Linked DNA regions of Zea mays: region 2 is linked to region 1. A link is a contact called in public Hi-C data. All regions are on one chromosome and are shown on one strand. Each heading gives the region's core, a stretch centred on a gene start, on an enhancer-like site or on the middle of the called end of the contact. The rest is flanking DNA. Distances are from core to core; before and after follow the strand shown. Region 1 holds the start of LOC100193011 (putative DEAD-box ATP-dependent RNA helicase family protein). Region 2 holds the start of LOC103626456 (Receptor-like protein kinase-like).

Region 1 (5,062 bases), core at 2,315-4,814:
TTAAGTGAATCTACTGTAGAATATTTGGAGGACACTTCAACCTGTTTCCACAAAGAAAATGTTGTAATCACAAGTAGAGAATAAGAAAGCAGACCAAAGATGTCAACTTTTGCTAGTAACTGAAAAGGCAAAGATAGAATGTCACCTTAGCAGGATTCCTGAGACAAGCACGTTGCAGTTTATTTACCTAAGTTATTGGAAAGGGAACTTCATTTAGTCAAACAAAACGCATGTGAAGCAGTGTTAATAAAATTAGTCCACAATTACGTGGACTAGACTCTTTGATCATCTTAGGCATTTTAAAGTGCCACCATATGATAGTGATTACCAATGGCAACACTGAGCATGCCTCCAAGAGTTGGTCAATCTTCCCTAGCGATAGACGATATGTCTTTCTTTTTTGTTGCAACCTACCAAGGTCATCCTGTTGGGTTAAGGTGCTGTTGGGTTAAACCCTTGACTTCTTTGTTAAATAAGGGTGGTGTGTATGTGTTCTGTTTGTTTGGGCTATTTTTTTCTCTCTATAATAATACATAAAGATGCACAGTTCTGCACCTTCAAGAAAAAAAACATGGCTGCATCAAGAACTTAATACCATTAATAATTTATTTCAGTTGTATGATTAAAGGGTTCCATAAGTTAAGTAGTTTCATCTCATAAATAAATAAATAAGTACACAGTGTACACAAACCTTTTTGGTCATAGTCGCTGAAAAAAGGAAAGTCCTCCTGTCTTTAGGCATCTCGCTTAGAATGTCATCAAGGGATTTCTCAAACTCCACATTAAGTAATTTATCAGCTTCATCCAATACCTAGCAATACAAAGGAACGAAACATTAAAATAATTTAACATATTCATATACTTCTCTAAAATTAATGTATATGCTCCAAAATGTAATTATCTCAAAAAATAGGGTGTATGCTCCAAAATATAGTTATATCAAATGAAGTCTAAGCTCCAAGATGTAAGAGAAGTCACACTAAAATGAAGTTTTAAACTTCAAACCTATTCATTTTGAATTGACCTGCAAGGTACCATTAAACATGTTCTCACATTTTTCCAGTGTACCCAACATCCTCAAAAGAATGCAATTCTAGTTCTCTCGTTACTTCGTTAGTCAAACTATGCAAAGTTTAAGTAAAGTTATAGAAAAAGTATTGATAGTTATGGCAGCAAATAGGTATTACTAGTGAAATATTCAAATATATTCAATGAAACAATCTAATGATATTTATTTGGTAACATATATATCGACACGTTTATATATAAAGTTGGTCAAAGTGAAGATGCTTTTACTCTGACTCAGTACTATGCTAGAATTGCATCATTTTGTGAACAGAGGAAGTATCTAGTGAGAAACTCACAACATACACCCAGGGACTTTTTATTTAGATGAAACAGGGTTCAGAGAAAACTTTAAGTAATCTAAAGGTAGAATGTGTCTAATAATAAGAAAACTGAATACATACCAAATACTTGATTTTCTTAAGGCTAAAACCTTTAGTCTCTGTCAAATGGTCCAAAAGACGGCCAGGAGTTCCAACCTAAGTTTTGAAGGACATATGTTACAGAGAAGAAGGTTATTCCAGATGAAGACAAAACAATATGTGAAATCAAATTAATTTAAACAGAATATATCACTAATATAAATAATAACAAGCAACGAATTTTAGTGTCAGTGAAATATTGAAGAACCAAAGACAATCAAAGCTGGTACGGTTGTTGCTACTGGTTTATAATGTAGTTCTCAGGCTTGTTGCAATGACTCTCCAGGAGCTCAATGAGAAGCAGGATTTGATAAGAATGTCAATCCATTGCCATAGCTTTTCAGAAGTAATTTTAATGTACACATTTCAAAACAAGACAGATTGGAGACATAATTTAGAGACATCAATAAATGTGGAAAACAGATGTATAGCACTCACTACAATATGTGGACGTTTTCCGATGGATAACACTTGCTGCACCCGATCCACTCCTCCAACAAGCTGGTGAAAGAATAAAATCTCAGCTAGAACCAAGGCATCCACAAAGGCACAAAGCCACATAATTAGGGGTGATAATGGATCGCGATCCAAATGCTTCTTCACAAAATGGTAGGACCCTAAATAAATTTTCGTTCAAAAAATGAATAGAAATAGGGCCCGATCCTAATCCGATCCAATCCTTAAATTTATAGTGTAAAATTTAAAGCCCATTGTCACCCCTACATAATAGGCATGAGGAATACAATATCACCAGGTGACATCTGAATGTGCCTAATCTAATAGTGAAAGTATGTCACATGTTCGCAGAATGCAGAATGATTTTAAAGCAGAGAACTGAGTGATGCTGTGGTGGAAGTGGAGAGAAGTGAAGATCAGAAAGGATGGGTACTTCACCCCGACCCCGACAAAAAGAGCATTTGCTACCATACAAATCAGAAGCATAATTAAAATAAGAATGCTGTAACTATTGTGGACTCAATCGCCGGGCACCAATACAGGCAACGTCCACCAAGCCCAGCCCCTGACTATACTAGGCAAGTGCAGGGGCAGGGCCGGCTTAGTTGATTAAGGGAAGGAGTTAATCAGGAGGCTTATAGGAGTTTGGTTTTAAGTTTGTTAGGTGTGCACCCAAGTATATGGGCACTTCCCTTGCTGTAAACAGGCATTGGAGAATGAATAAACCTCCCGAGCGGATGGGTTTCCCTTAGACGGTGACGACCGGCGATTCTGCCATAGTTGCTGGCGACAACAACACTGCGCCACTTCCTCTCTACCCCCTACATTCCAGTTCTCAATCCCAGTTGCTCCTGCAATCTCCCCTATGTACTACTCGTTGCCGCATCAGTAACATAGATAAAGTACAACTGTATGAATGTGTCACTATTTGCGACATTCAGATGCTGACAGACAAAAATGAATTCATGTACACATTCGCTTCCACAATTGCATTGATAACACTTACCACTGAGCAACGCAAACCAATAGCTGATCCAAGCGCCTCAAACTGCTCTGCGATCTGAATCGCCAGCTCTCTGATTAGCAACCACGTACACTCCAAATTAGATACTGGTACGTCGCCCCTAAACGAAGTAATTGACTGGCAAATCAAACCGACCTTGTTGGCGAGAGCACGCAAGCGAAGAAAGACTGTTCAGCCTGGCGGTTGCTGAGCAGCTCCTGCAGGATGGGCAGCGCGAACGCGCCCGTCTTTCCGGACCCCGTCTGCGCCAGAGCGATCAGGTCCTTCCCTGCGAAAACCAGGGCGGCCGCCGAATTAAGAGTCCGCAGCCGCAAGCACCTGCCACGGGGCGCACCGCGCGGCGCGTGCCCCGAACGACGCCGAGTGGGATAGCAGTACCTTGGAGCGCGTGGGGGATGGCCTCGGCCTGGATCCTGGTGGGCTCCTTCCACCCCATGGCGTCGCACGCCTCCACCAGCTCCGCGCAGATACCCAGCTCCGCGAACGTCGACGCCTGGCGCGCCGCGGCTTCCTGCTCCCCGTTCCCGCCGACCTCCACGGCCGCGTCCCCATTCGCCATGGCTGGTTCGCGAGCTTCAAGCTGCCTGTCCGAGCTACGCGTGAGAAATGAGACTGAAGGTTGCTGGCGGGCGGCGCGGGGTTTATGGTCGGGTATGCCGGCGGGGCGGAACCCTAGCGAGAGCACGCAACTAGACGAAAATTTGTACAGTATTACCAACAAAAAGTAACGGGTCGTTCGCTTTGAATTAAATCCGATTGTTTCAATTGCTGCAAATGGTAATTTATCGAGATAAAAACACGGGTGCATTTGATTGCGAAACAGTGAGAACAAGGATGTCCCCTAGCGTCATCTCTCGTCTCGGTCTCTCCAATTTTAAAGGATAACTGAGGACAACACTGGGTCATGTCTCAACTCTTGACTTTAAACCAAACAACCTTATTTAAGGGATCGTCATATCCCGTCCTATCATGTCATTGCAACCAAACGCACCCTAACATAAGCCGTGTACCGGACAAATATTGACATGAATAAAGAGACGTTTGTTTCTAGAGACTAATTTTTAGGCCCTTTATTTTATTCTAATTTAGTTTATAAATTGCTAAATATAGAAAGTAAAATAGAGTTTTAGTTTCCATATTTGACAATTTATACACTAAAATATAATAAAATAGAGAGGCTAAAAATTAGTCCCTAGAAACCAAACACTCCCTAAATAACACAATGTCATCTTTTGAAGATTGGATTACAGCACATGCCCTAATGAATAGTTAGTTACTAAAATTAGTTATAGAGGTTTCAAACACCTCCTAACTAATTAGGACATACCTTGTAGCTAACAATTAGTTCATTAACTGGCTTGATCTAGCTAATAATTTGTAAGCTACCTAATTATTAGTTATAGGGATTTCAAATCTCTACTACTCCTTAAGAAAGGAGTGTAGGCGTGCACAGCTAAGCGGTTCTGCCTGCCACTCGCACGCCGCGACATCATCCGCTCCGCTCATTCCCACCCCGCGACATTGTGCCCCTTGCTCCCACTCTCCCCTCCCTCGGCCCTCCTCCCGTCCCTCGATAGCACGCCGCCGCCCGACGCCCCCGGTCTCGCGTTGCCCGACGCCCCAGATCCGCCGCATGGCCCCGTCCTCCCCGCTGCCCCCTCCTCCAACCAGATCCGTCGCATGGCCCCCTGTCCTACCCGCGACGCCGCCGCTGCTGTTTGGGGTTTTTGCGGTTGACTCCGAATCCCACCGCCGCTGCTCGTGCAGGAGGCCTCGAGCTCCCAGTGCTCCCCTCCTCAACCACCCCGGGTAAGTGGTTCCCATTCCTACCATTGTCGCGGATCCCCCACCCTCCTCCCCCTCTGCTCGGTCCTCGCCCCGGATCTCGGTCTTCTACAGGCTTTCCGGAGCGCAGCAAGGACGCTTGGGTAGGTCGGCTTCCAAGCAGCCCCGGAGATCTCGGTCCTCGCCCACACTCTTGCCTCGAATCCCGCCGCCGCTGCTCGTGCAGGAGGCCTCGAGCTCCTAGTGCTCCCCTCCTCAACCACCCCGGGTAAGTGACATGCGCGCAAGTGCCCCATGACGCCCGCCCACC
Region 2 (4,491 bases), core at 255-2,754, 190 kb after region 1:
AATAAAATCCACATAATAAAGTAACCTATTTAGCTTGAATTTAACGCTCCATAACTTTCCAAAGTTTAGATATAAATATATTTCAAATTTATATGATGTATGATGAGAAATAATTTTATGTATTAGTAGAATTTGTTTCTACTATGTATCTTACATGATGCTATTCGACTCACTACTCAATAGTAAAAAGATAGTATACAAATAGATCATACTTCTTGCTAATAATAGTATACGATATATTTTGTATAAAATAAAATTAGATTAATTGATATATTATCTAAATTACTATTATTAGAGTGGAATTCAATTCCAATGATTGAAACGTGGCGTAAGTGATTTTCATTTTACCAAAGAAATTAGTTCATTTTCTTTTGTGAAAATAGAAATCTCTTAGAAAAAAAGTTCTCAAACTAACATTTAGAGTGTTTTAGAGTGTGTTTAGTGCATGATAGTTTTAAAGATCTCCAACTGCAAACGGCCAATGGGCAATTGGTCAACCATAAACCATCTACTCACGTGTTCCTATTCACCAAAAATTTAGAAAACTGAACCTGAGACACAACTACCGCAGGAAGTAAACTTTGATATTTAAAATGAACATACGATCATATATGAGATATTAAACGAATAAAAAATATATTATATTATATTTTAACTAAAAGACTGAGAAAAATATAAGTTAAAAGAAGGCTGATCTATGTTTTTTTATAGATCACTCGTGTTTTTTATGGTCTATATCTTGTGTAACCGCTCGTTGGATATATTATTAGATGACATTAAAAAAATTATTGATTTTAACTAGTTTCATGGGCCCCTAATGCAGCTACAGCGGGCCAGCCCGGCCGCGACATGATCTTGAGCATGTCTTCGTCAGACTAATCGTAACGTAGCCCCCTTCTCTTGCATGCGATCTGTAGGGGTCACTCCATGGTCGTAGCGGTGCTCCCTACAGCGTCCCTACACGTCGGCCCTCTTTTCTCCCCCTAGATCTAGCGTGTCAGTGTTTATCATCCTAAACACCGTGTTGTTGGTCCACGAGTAATTATTAGTAAATAAAAAAATTAATAGTTGATATAGAAAATAATATTTTATAGTTGTAGTAGGGTATATGAGAGTATTTAGAGAGAACCGGTGCGGGAGATGAAAAAATAGGGGTAAAAGTGATATAAGAGAAAAAAATTTAGAGGTAACGGTTGCGGATAGCCTAAAAGTGAAGGCAGCTGTTGGCAACCGACGTCACGTAGAGAAAAAGGGCTGAGATGAAATGGGAGGGTGTAAAAAGGCAAGGGGGAGTGCGTGCGGGGTGCAGTGCTGCAGGGAGAGGAGAGCGACGGTGGAGAGGGGGACGACCGGACGAGGACGACGATGGCGATTGGCGACAGAGTGACGAGGCCGGACGTGGGACGAAAAAACGGACGGAACGAGTCAAAGGTTGCCCACGGCGACGACGACCCGTCGACCATGGATGCCGGATGGAAATGGACAGGCGAGAGAGAGAGGAGACGGGACGGGGGTGCGGGATACACCACACGCCACGCCAGGCGGCCAGGCCACGGAACAAAAAGCGACCCATCCCTCCCGCCCCCGACGGCCAGACCCCGACCCAAAGCCCCCGACGTCGTTTCGTTTCGTCTCGGCTCGGGCGCTCGACCGCTCGTCAATCTCATCGCCCTCGCCCCTCCCTCGCCCTCGCCTCCGCCTCCGTTCCGTTCCACTCCACTCCAGTCCACCCGCGACTTCAAAGTTCATTCAAACCCGCGACCCCCGGGCACCACCAACTCCAACTCCGCCGCTGGGAAGAGGAGGAGCGACGACGAGCTGCCCGGCTCCACCACGAGCAGCAAGTTGCAGGCCTAAGGAACAGGCTCCAGCCTCCAGCCTCCAGCAGAGCGTGTGCCCATCTGCCTGCCGGTGCCGGCTACTACTCACCCGCCTCCGCCTCCGGTGAGAAGCCAAGCCAGCCATGGGGTGCGTGTGCTCGAGGGGGTTGCCGGAGGACGCGCCGCCGGCGCCGGGCCCGCTGGCGGCCGCCTACGACGCGCGCCGCTTGAGGTACGGGCCCGGCGACTTGGACTCCAGCGAGCTCGCCATCCCGCGGCCCAAGCCGCCCCACTCCCACAAGGTAGCTCTCCTCCTCCCTTCAGTCGCTGGCTGCTAGCTAGCCTGCTACCGCCCCTCCCTCCCTCCCTCTCTCTTCCGCCCCGCTCCTTCCGTCCGTCCTAGTCCCCGCCTCGCTTCACGCATGCGGCATGCTGCCGCGGCTATTCACTGGACGGGGGCGCCGCGCTGCTGCTTCGCTGCAAATTTTCTGGTCACCATGGAGACACAGCTGCCGACTGCAATCCTGACGATTCGATTCGCTAGCGAGGCTATCAGACTCACCACCTCGTCGTCAGAGTTCCCATTTCCCAACCAATAATGGATACGCGAAGCGCGTGGCACCATACCGAAAGGTCCGCTCCCAGTTTCCAGCCAGCGACGCTGCCGCGTTTCTGCCGCCGACCAGCCGTGAAGGGAGGGAGGATACGCGAGGCTAGTCGTCGTCGCGAGCCTGAAGTTGTTTCCGCTTCATTCATTCATCAGCGGCGCCGCAGAGTTTGTACGAAGGTCTTCACAGTTCACACTAATCACCTAGCAAAAATGGTCCGTTTGATCGGAATTCGGCAACCGTTTCGACTGTTCCAAAATCAGCATGTGCTCGAAGTATGCCGGAACAGATACACACATACGTACAACAAGTAAATCCAATCATAAAAGCCAGTCCACAAATCTGCATGTTCGGCATACATTGTGAAGTCAAGTTTGGCGGCCCTTCTTTTTTATGGAGGAGTATATTCTAAGCTCTCTTCCAGGAGGACGATTCTCTATTTTTTTCACCGGGATAAGTGAAGGGCTTATAATCTACATCCACATTCAGGTTGCTGTCAGCAAAAGTCTACCATCTGGACTGGTCAAGCCTGCGACCCACATTGCGAATCTGTGTCTGACCGCTTATCGGTTCTGTGCTACTTTTGGAGTGGACAAATCATACCATCTTACTCTTCCAAAGGCACGAAGTTTCCGGTTTTTATTCGCAGCTAGGAGGGTGCTCTGAATGTGCAAGGAGTTTGTCAAACTACAAACTTTGACACAATGGACAAACACCAGTCTTGCTGCTTACACGTGTAGACATTATATATATATATATATATATATATATATATATATATATATATATATATATATATATATATATATATATATATATATATATATATATATATATATAACATATGTAGACAAAGATTTGGACAATCAGTGGTTAGGTGATCGAGCGTGACTGGAAATCTGGATATAATAGTTGGAGGTATCAAAATCGAGGCTACACTACAGGTACAGGATATTAAAGCATCTGGTTAAAGGGAGTTCACCATTTTTGGTTGCCATGTGCTACCATTCGTTCCTCGTCTTCCTAAGTTCTTATCTGATTAAGGGAATTCACCATCTTACTCTGGTCTGATCTGTTATCATCAAGCTAAGGATAATCTTCTGTTGCACAGTAAATTCAGAAGAGCAATGGAACAGCTTTGAAGGACTGGCAATCTGGCATCTCCTTTTATATTTTGACCCAGCTCAGTCAAATGATTCATGTTTCTATCTAGTTGCATGAACTTCATTTTTCAGTAGTGCTGTTTCATAACTTTTAAAATTTCAGAACAGAACAGCATTCTTAGAATATATAAATCTTGCTTTATATCTCATGAGCTCACACCTAGTGTCATGTTTCCGAAAGTGATAATATATTCAACCTTCTTTTCTTGACGTTGTTTTGTGCAATAGCTAGTTAGCTTTCTGTTTGTTATCTGTAGCTGATGAAATAAAACTAAAAGATTACTACATGAGAGCCTAGCAGTAGGTCTTTTCGCATGAACTCTGACATACTAAGTTCTGTCAGGTATCAGACACAGGTACATTTTTGGGAAGAGCTAGCATTGCTGGTCTGGAGAAGGCTGTTGAAGTGTTAGATACGCTCGGGAGTAGCATGACAAATTTGAATCCTGGCAGTGGCTTTCTCTCTGGGGGAACCAACCGGGGGAATAAAGCCTGTATTTTAGCATTTGAAGTTGCAAATACAATAGCTAAAGCTTCTAGTTTGTGGAGGTCATGCTCTGACGAAAGTATAGAAGAGCTCAAGAAAGAGATTCTGCATTCAGATGGAGTGCGAGCATTGGTGTCCTCAAATACTATTGAGCTGTTACATATTGCTGCCGTTGATAAAAGGTATGATTGTGTGATTTGAACTTGCTTTGAATACTCTCAGTTGGTTTAGGCAAAACAGTGACTGACATGGACTTGAAAAATGGAATCGTACAGGGAAGAACTCGCCATCTTTTCAAAAGAAGTAATACGATTTGGCAACCTCTGCAAAGATCCTATATGGCATAACTTGGGGCGATATTTTGACAAGTATGCCTCTGAAAAGTACGCTTTTCATCTGAGTTGTCGCTGTCT

Evidence for each region. A called contact is a pair of places that touch in the nucleus more often than the background predicts.
Region 2: a Hi-C map of tassel shows a contact between it and region 1, with 4 times the contacts expected there. The contact joins the promoter of LOC103626456 here to the promoter of LOC100193011 in region 1. A contact is called at or near these places in 9 of 25 Hi-C or Micro-C datasets (bundle sheath, ear, endosperm and 4 more).

Annotation. Positions count from the first base shown.
Region 1 is chr5:63,068,289-63,073,350 of Zm-B73-REFERENCE-NAM-5.0, forward strand. LOC100193011 (putative DEAD-box ATP-dependent RNA helicase family protein) reads right to left here and starts at 3,565. Exons shown (of 13, transcript NM_001138179.1): 1 at 3,346-3,565; 2 at 3,103-3,235; 3 at 2,950-3,019; 4 at 1,926-1,988; 5 at 1,470-1,544; 6 at 692-811; 7 at 146-187; 8 at 1-41. The coding sequence starts at 3,526.
Region 2 is chr5:63,256,321-63,260,811 of Zm-B73-REFERENCE-NAM-5.0, forward strand. LOC103626456 (Receptor-like protein kinase-like) reads left to right here and starts at 1,505. Exons shown (of 12, transcript XM_020538396.3): 1 at 1,505-2,122; 2 at 3,935-4,260; 3 at 4,354-4,446. The coding sequence starts at 1,964.